Regions from separate parts of the Pan troglodytes genome. Here region 1 is linked to region 2. The links are chromatin contacts, called in public capture Hi-C maps. All regions are on one chromosome and are shown on one strand. Each heading gives the region's core, a stretch centred on a gene start, on an enhancer-like site or on the middle of the called end of the contact. The rest is flanking DNA. Distances are from core to core; before and after follow the strand shown. Region 1 has its middle 49 kb from the start of DDX1. Region 2 has its middle 150 kb from the start of CYRIA.

Evidence for each region. Capture Hi-C pulls out chosen DNA fragments and counts their contacts.
Region 1: a contact with region 2 is called in a capture Hi-C map of stem cell-derived neural stem cells, with 8 times the contacts expected there. The contact joins two enhancer-like sites. A contact is called at or near these places in 3 of 7 Hi-C or Micro-C datasets (induced pluripotent stem cells and stem cell-derived neural progenitor cells) and 1 of 1 other capture datasets (stem cell-derived neural stem cells).

What each region holds. Positions count from the first base shown.
Region 1 is chr12:107,227,065-107,231,172 of NHGRI_mPanTro3-v2.0_pri, forward strand. No RefSeq gene overlaps it. Among named protein-coding and RNA genes, the nearest start is that of DDX1, 49 kb to the right of the region's middle. Within about 2 kb of position 2,012, at least 6 of the 24 cell types and tissues checked have an H3K27ac peak or open chromatin away from gene starts, as enhancers often do. A contact at or near this core is called in stem cell-derived neural stem cells, where this site is marked.
Region 2 is chr12:106,366,950-106,371,465 of NHGRI_mPanTro3-v2.0_pri, forward strand. No RefSeq gene overlaps it. Among named protein-coding and RNA genes, the nearest start is that of CYRIA, 150 kb to the left of the region's middle. Within about 2 kb of position 1,327, at least 11 of the 24 cell types and tissues checked have an H3K27ac peak or open chromatin away from gene starts, as enhancers often do. A contact at or near this core is called in stem cell-derived neural stem cells, where this site is marked.

The sequences.
Region 1 (4,108 bases), core at 762-3,261, 860 kb after region 2:
ACTAATGAATGAATAAATTTGGTGAGAAAAATGCACATGCCTGGACATGAGATTCACATGACCCCATCATCACATATTTACATAATGTGCATGCTGCAGAGACATTTAGTTGCCTCCTCAACATCCAACTTTCCATTCTGGCTTAGACACAGAACTCCAATCTTCCCAGACTTAAAAAAAACAAAAAACAAAAAAAACACCCTACATATTCTAGCCTCTCTTGAGGAGATGTGGCCCCAAGTTCTAGCTAATGAGCTGTATATAGAAGTTGTTGCATCAGACTTCTGGGAAGACTCTTTATAAGGGAGACAACCAGAAAGGGAGCTCCTTTTTGGCTTTCTCTTTTTTTCTCTTTTCTGCTGTACTTAATGCAGATATGATGGCTTGTGCTCCAGCAGCAAGTGAGATCATGCGGCATCTCTGAGGATGGACGTCATGAGCTAAGCATGGAAAAGCGGAAAGCCAGAAGGAGCTGGGATATCTGATGATGAAGGGCTGACGTTACTAGCTCCTAGCTCCACACTGCCTGCCTCTACACCTTCTCTTCTTTTTTTTTTTTGTTGTTTATACCTTATCTGAAAACTCCCAAATACACCTTTTTTATATCAAAAAGAAAATAAATGCTTTGTATTTGAGCCACCATATTTTGAGTGCATTGCTGTATGTAATTGAACCTAATCCTAACTGCTGTGTCACTAAATGCTATATTAATATTCACTGATAATATTTCTCTATTTTATTCTAATCATAAAATGAAATTTTTAAACCCAACATTTGGAACAGTGCATGCGTGCCAGATATCGTGGCGGCATACAGCGGGAGACACAGATACAGGGAAGGAGACATTTTACAACTGGTTAAAATACTTGTACCAGTTCATCACTTTCTATGGGAAAAAATATTATTTTACTCATTTTATGATATGAAAATTAGAGGTTGTTCATGTTAAAGTAGAATTCAAGCTTGTATTTCTTTATTTTTAACTCCAGCTCCACCCCCCATCATCATACTGCCTTAACAGCAGCGGGGAGGGCTGTGGGTGATCAGGGATTCCTCCCTGTCTTCCTGCCACAGAGCCTGAGTAGATCAAAAGGCCAAGAGCATGAGGAGACTTTGCTCCTTCAGAATAGCTCCTTGGCCCCCTGAAATGAATGACCAGCTTTAACAGACTTTCCCCCCCCAAGCTCACATTCCCCATGGTTGGTGAGGCAGAAAATTCACAAGAACAAAGCTCTTGCCCTGGAAAGATCTTCTTTTCAATTTAGGGTCAATTCCACTTTGGGGACTTCCAGAAGAGTCACCTTTAAATTAAGAAAAGAGAAAAAGAAGCTGTTGCATATAAGCCAGGGAAAACCACACACGAATGTGAACAGCACCCGCGTTCCACCCAGCAGCACGGATTTTTTGTGGGAAACTTATACAGAGCCCCGTAAGCCTCCAAGGAGGTGAGAGTCGGGAGGTGGGGGGCGGGCAGAAAGACGTTGGAGTCCAAGAAACTGGATTCATTTTTCTACCGGCTGTGAGTAGGGCAACTTCTAAGGGCCTCATCTTGTCCTTCTGGAAAATGGGCAAGCAGCCTGCACCCTGCTGTCCTCACGCAGCCATTGTGAGGCCAAGAAGAGACGGCATTTGGTGAAGGGTCTCTGTCCTCCCCTGCCCCCCAGGACAGCTGGCCATGTCACTCCAGCCTGAACATGTGGTGGCATCCTGCTCTAGAATCTACCTGGGCTCACCTTCTCCCAGCCTTTCAGGACATATCGACATGCACTTGGGTTAATGAAAGTCAACATTCTTTACATTCCACCCCTTGCGAAATATCAGGAAGCTAGGCTCCATGTGGTCTGGCTCAGCTGGGAAACCATCGCTGAACCCTTGTTCTATCGGTCTGCGGACACGATTCAGTGTCTTGAGCTCTGTGGGATCAGCTGTCCCTCTGAGCTGAGCCAGCCCTCCCGTGAGTGGTGTTCAGCCTCCGGGGCCCGGGACCGGGAACAAGGGCAGACCAGCCTGCAGTCTGCATCCAGGGGCCAGGTCAAGGTGATCGAGTTTCTCTCTCCAGTCACAAACTCCATCACCCCTGGCTCCAGGGTAATAAACTCAATCTCAGGGCTTGAGCTATAACACGGTTCATTTCTGGGCCAAATCTCTGAAGCTGAAGGGTTTATTTTTAAGGACAAGCAGTTTGCTGTTTTCAGCTTTTCTCATCAGAAATAGTGCAATTCAGCTTGATCTGCATTGGAAGCATAATTTATCATCTCACACAGATGGTTGCTAAGGGTGGGGAGGAGGTTTACTTTTCATTTTACTTCAGCAAATATTTCCTGAGCCCCTACGTGTGCCAGGCACAGAGCAAAGCACTGGGGATGCACACATGAGTAAGACAAGCTCCTGATCCTTGACACACTCCTAGTCCAGGTGAGAGACAAAGCTACAACCCCAGATTTGACATTAGACAGTCCTGCTTTGGAATCTTGGCTCTGCCATTTGCTATTGGAGTCACCTTGGGAAAATTACCTCACCTCTTTCTAGCTAAAGGTTTGTCAGCTTTGTTGATCTTCTCAACATACCAACCTTTGGTTCTGTTGATTTTCTCAACTGTTTTTCTATTCTCTATTGCATTAATGTTTGCTCTAATCTTTATTATTTCCTTCCTTCTGCTTGCTTTGGGTTTAGTTTGTTCTTTTTTCTTTCCCCCAGTGCTTTAAGGCGGAAGGTTAGGTTATTGATTTGGGATCTTTCTTCCTTTGTAATATAGTCATGCATAGCTATACATTTCCCTCTAAGCACTGCTTTACCTACTCCCATAAGATTTCCTATGTTGTGTTTCCCTTTTCATTTATCTCAAAGTATTTCCTAATTTCCCTTGTGATTTCTTCTTTGACTTATTGGTTGTTTAGTAGTATGCTGTTGGTTTTCACATATTTGTAAATTTCCCAAAGTCCTTTCTGTTATTGACTTCTACACATAGGGTCTATCCTGGAGAATGTTCCATGTACACTTGGGAAGGATGTGTATTCTGCTGCTCTTGGGTGGTATGTTCTACAGATGTCTTTTAGGTCTAGTGAGTCCACAGTGTTGGTCACGTCTTCTGTTTTCTTATTGATCTTCCGTTTGGTTGTTCTATCCATTATTGAAAGCAGTGTATTGAAGTCTCCAAGTATTATTGTTCAATTGTTACCTCACCTCTTTGAATCTGTTTCCTTCAAGTAAAATAAATATTCCTGACTTGCAGAGGAGATGGAGTGCAAAGCCCTGAGGCACAGCCTGCCTGCCACCTGTGGATGTTGCTGCTGTGTCTCAGAAAGAATTGACAGAGTGTAGGACAGCAGTGGTGAGGAGATTTCCTTCTAAAGTAACCAGTTGTCCTGGGTTAAGCTAGTACTGCTTCAGCCTGAAAAACACAAAACCTGTTTAAAGAGAAAGACAAGGCTTAGAACCTGTCTACTTCTGTGGCCCAATTTTCAGGATGTGCATATCTCCTGCCCAAAAAAATACAAATTAACTAGCTGACAAATCATAACTTCTCACCCTAATTATGCTAGCTGGTGTCTAAAATTCCTTCACAAAAGTTTCTCGTGATAATTTACCTGTCCATCCATCTAAACTTCCCTCCAACTCAACAAACATTTACCAAATCACCTTTTCTCAGCCAGATCTGCCTCAGGTACTGAGGATACTGAAACCAGACCTGTCCTAAACACCCTACTCTATCCAGAAAGAGACACTGAGGGAAATTTTATTATGTATTTGTTATTTATTATTTAAGCAGTCAAATAAAATATCGGAACATAAACGCTCTAATAAAAGAAGGAACAAAAGGTTTTGAGGATACAGAAGAGGGAAGTGACCTGCCTCATAAGAGCAAGAGGTGGGTAAAGATGGCTTCCCCAAAAAATGTTAACTGAAAAGAAGCTGCCAACAGTGGCTTGAGTTCCACAACCCTCTCTGCCCCTACCGATCTCCTCAGGTGGGAGGGGGCCCCGGGGAGGAAAAGGAGGAAAACAAGAGGATGTTACACAAAGTGAGTCATCCAGCCTCAAATAACCAAGAGCTGCAAAGGCAGAAAGTTCTTGACTTGGAAGTTTGCCAACTCCAATGCTGCAAAAAT
Region 2 (4,516 bases), core at 77-2,576:
CCTTGTGCTTCAGACCATCCGGGATCTCCTGAGGGAGCCCCCCAGCCCAGGAGAGGGAGCCCTGAGCACATTTCACCCAGGACTGCAACTCTGAGAAAGTGCCCAAGTCTCTTTGTGCCTCAATTTTCTCAGCTGTAAAATGGAGATAATAACATGGGCTGCAAGCCTCAAAGCCAGGGTCTAAGGGAAATTTGCCTCTGCCTGGGGGTTCTGGAGCTCTGCGCTTGTAAGGGTGATAATTGGACAGGTTTATGGAGCTAGCTCTGTCTTCAGAGGCCCTTCCCTCTTGATTCTCACTGTGGCTCACATCCTCTGAAACCTTTTCATGGTTGAGACCTGCCTCCCTGAGAGCCGGGAAGAAGGAAGGCCTTGGGATGATCCCTAAGGTAAAGTGAGTGACACAGCTAAGTTTCAAAGCGGTCACATGACTTGATCATACAGAAAGTAGCTAGCAGAGGACAAGGAGCAGGACAAGCTGTCCCACTGCATGTGGCATATCAGGAGAAACTGCCCTCTTCCAGGCGGCACAGCCAAGGGGTTCCACGCACAGATTAGGAGCTCAAATGCACCTGGTTTTGATTCTTGGTTCTGTCCCCAGAACTATATCCCCTGGGACAAGTTACTTAACCCCTCAGAGCCTCAGTTTCCCTCCTTGCCTATTAGCGGCTGTGGAGGTGATCAATCCCCTTCATTAAGGGATTACGACTGTACCAGTGAGGACACCTGACAGGAGTGGACCGGCTTGTCGCCTCCACGGTAACCCGGGAAACCGAGGCAGGAGTTTGGGAAAATTTGCCCAGGGCCAGGCGGCGACCCACGGATGCCAGCGGAGCGCCCTTCCTGCTGTCGTAGCGCCCCTAGATGGTGCTGGTGCACCGGGCAGCGCCGCCACGGGCCCCGCCCGCCCATGCCCGCTCCCAGGCGGCCGCAGAAGCCGCAGACGCCGCAGCGGCGGGGCAGGGACAAAGGAAGGAGCGGCGGGGGCGAGGCTACCCTGCGGCCCGGTGGGGCCCCTGCAATGCAGAGCCTAGCTGCTCAGCCGAGGGAGCCGCCGGGCCGGGCGGGAGCGGGCGGGCCTGGGGCGCGGGGAGTGCTGGCCGCCCGCCACCACCCACCCCGCCCGCCCGCCACCACCAATGCAGGGAGCAGGTGGGCTGAGCGCGCCCGACTTGCAGGGCTCTGGGAGCCGGGCTGTGAGCCCTCCTTCGTGCCAGGCCTCGCGGTGGGGGGATCCTGGAAAGTCCCTTCGTGTCACTTGCTAACCCAGGTTCCTCTGGCTTTCACCCTTTGCACGATTACTGACCCAGAGATTCTGTGCTGCAAGGGACAAGCCCAGCGCCTGGGGGAAGAAGCAGCTGTGGCGAGCTGAGGGGTCCCTCCACCGCCCAGAGCGTCAGTCTCCCCACCTGCAAAGTGGGCATGATGATGCCCGCCCCGCCTTGTTGACTTCCTCACTCAGCAAACCGTTCCCGCCCTCCTGCTCATGCCCAGCAGCGGCGCCAGGCTCTGGGACATCCCTGAGGAATGAGAGCAGCCTTTCCTCTGAAGGGGGCCCAGTGGACCGGCCAGACAGACAGGAGCTTCAGAGGCCCGTGCCCAGATAGAGCGGCTGGTGAAAGGAGAAACTCCAGGGAGGATAAAGAAAGCTTGGGGAAATGCCCTGAGAACCACACGGCTGCTGTGAGCATTGTTATTCCGCCAAGTGAGGGCGAGTGATTTTAAAGCCCTTTTCACCCTTGTTCTGAGACTGAGTCTACAGGGTGGGTATTCCCAGCTCTCACTCCACATTGCTCCTCTCAGGTGAAACAGGATTGGATGCCGGTTAAAAGAAAGCTCTGAGCCAAACTAGATGCGAACCTTAGCTCTACCTCACTTGCTAACTGAGAGACACTGGACAGGTTAATTCACTTCCCCAAGGCTGAATTCCCCCATCTGTAAAAATGGAGATTAAAAAAAGGTATGATGCTGGATTTCAGGGAGATTTGTAGTAATACGTATTGCTACATTATGTTTAGTTGCTAAGTAATGCAGCAGAGAGGCTTGGGAATCAGGAAATATGGATCCTGTTTCCACCGCATGTGACTACCTGGTAGAAGGGTCTGGGAGAAGCCTTTTCTCCTTAGCTATTGGGTTACCCCTCCATGCAAGCTAGACGCATGAAGGGCATGAGGCCATCTGGAGGCCAGTGTCCCCTCCAGCCCACTCCCACAGCTTATGTGCTTACAGACAGGCTGGAAGACCACTTTGTTCCATCCCATAGGGGGAAATAGTGTAATGGTGAAGGACATGTACTCTGGGGCCGGAGAGCCTGCATACATTCCAGCTGCATCACGTTCTAGGTGTGACCTTGGGCAAGTTACCAGTGCCTCAGTTTGCTCATCTGTAGAATGATAACAGTAATAGTATAAAATTTGGCTCGAGTGGGCGAGGTGGTAGTTACAAGAAAATTCAAGCATGATTATCTCAACATAAAAGAAGTTTATGTCTTATTCATAAAATAGGCCAGGGTAGTTTCAGATGAGCAGAGGATTCTGTTCCCATAATTCAGGGGACTCAGGCTGGCAGTTGTTGTCAGCTGTAACACTTGATTTCTAAAGAGGCCCTGAGGGAGAGGAGTACGGAGGGGAGCTCGTGGGAGCTTTAAGGCCTGTGACTTCAGGGAGGCACCTGTACTTTCCACTCCCATTCCATTGGCCAGCACCAAGTCTCATGACACCCTCCCTCAACCCAGGGGTAGTCTGGGATATGGAGCCTTGGCTATGAGCCCAGGAAGAAGACATCGATGGACTACAAAAACCAGGCAGCAGCCTTTGTCACAGTGACCTATGTCAGAGGGTTATTCTGAGGGTAACATTACTAGTTTAATATTTGTAAAGTACTTAGAACAGTGCCTGCCACATGTTGACACTACATAAATATTTGCTATTATTATTTTTATTGCTAGTCTTGTCCCTTAAGAATTCACTGAATATATAAACTGGGAAGCCACCTAGAATTCCAGCCAGTGCTGCAGAACATTGTTTGGGCAGCCTCAGAACACTGCACTGAGATTGACCCCCCTTGTCAATCTCAGCAAATTCAGGCCATGTGAGCTTCTCGGTAATGCATTTTGTTTCTGTACTGACAGGGAGGCCTGCTGGAAAATGTATCTCTCTGGAGGCTTTTTGTGTCATTCTGATGCTTGAGGAGAGCCTCTAGCTGTGCTGACTCTGGTCTTCACCTTTAAATGCACATACCGATCCCGGGCAATGGTTGCACACGTGCCTCCTCCGCTCTTCGGGTACCAGTTCTCAGGTGCTACCTCTCGCACAGTGCTAAAGTAGCAAAAAGACAGGATCACAGAGGTTACTAAAAGAAGGACAGCTAACAGTTGGATCTGACAAACGCTGGTTATTAAAAGTTACTTAAGGCCCAGTGCGATGGCTCATGCCTATAATCCCAGCACTTCGGGAGGCCGAGGTGGGCGGATCACTTGAGATCAGGAGTTCGAGACCAGCCTGGCCAACATGGTAAAACCCCCATCTCTACAAAACATACAAAAAATTAACTGGGCATGGTGGTGGGCACCAGAAATCCCAGGTACTCAGGCGGCTGAGGCAAGAGAATCACTTGAACCCAGGAGGTGGAGGTTGCAGTGAGCTGAGGTCACTGCACTTCAGCCTAGAAGACAGAGCAAGACTCTGACTCAAAAAAACAAAACAAAACAAAAGTCACTTGACACCTTTGCCCCTCAGTTTACTTATCTGTAAAATAAAGTCAGGAAACAATAATGGCTGCAGAGGACTTTTTAAAGGTGAAAATTAATGTATATGAAGCCCCAAGCACTGTGTTAGGCATAGAGCACTCTCTTAATACTTAGTGGCAACTTTTGCCCCATCAGTCTTAAACTTTGACTCATTGTCACCTTTGCATTTCTGGAGTGCTTAATGTGCACCACTTAGAAGTCAAATAGGTTGGTGTAAGTGGGCTGCCAGCATCCTAGCCTTTAAAAATGTCCACCCGCTTGTCCTAGCCTAGGGCCTCATGCCTCAGACACCCAAACTTTCAAGTGAGAAAGTCAGAGCTTGACATAGAGGGCACTTCTGTCAGCCTGCCTGTTCCTTTCTGAGCTCTACCCCATGGCTTAAGCACAATACTGCCAACTTGTGCCATGCTTCTGCCTTGCTAGGAGCCCTCAATGCCAAAGGCAGTAGTCAGTAATTTTTGTTTGGAGGTAAGGAATGAAAGCTGTGTTAGGAAGTGATTTAAAAAAAAATAACAGCATTGGTGAAAAGAATGAGTACTTTAAAATAACCTTATAACATTATGGAATCTTGACACGCAGTCTTTAAATCACTTAACTATAGCATCTACCCTGCGCCCAAAGCTGTCTGAGCCCAATGTCACCAACAGTGACATTATGTACATGCCTCCATGTACATAATTTATTGCTTTTGATTTCACTCTTATTGCATTATAAGTCACATTTCCTATTGGGCAAATTATGACCCCAAGAGCCGGTGGTATGCTAAATATA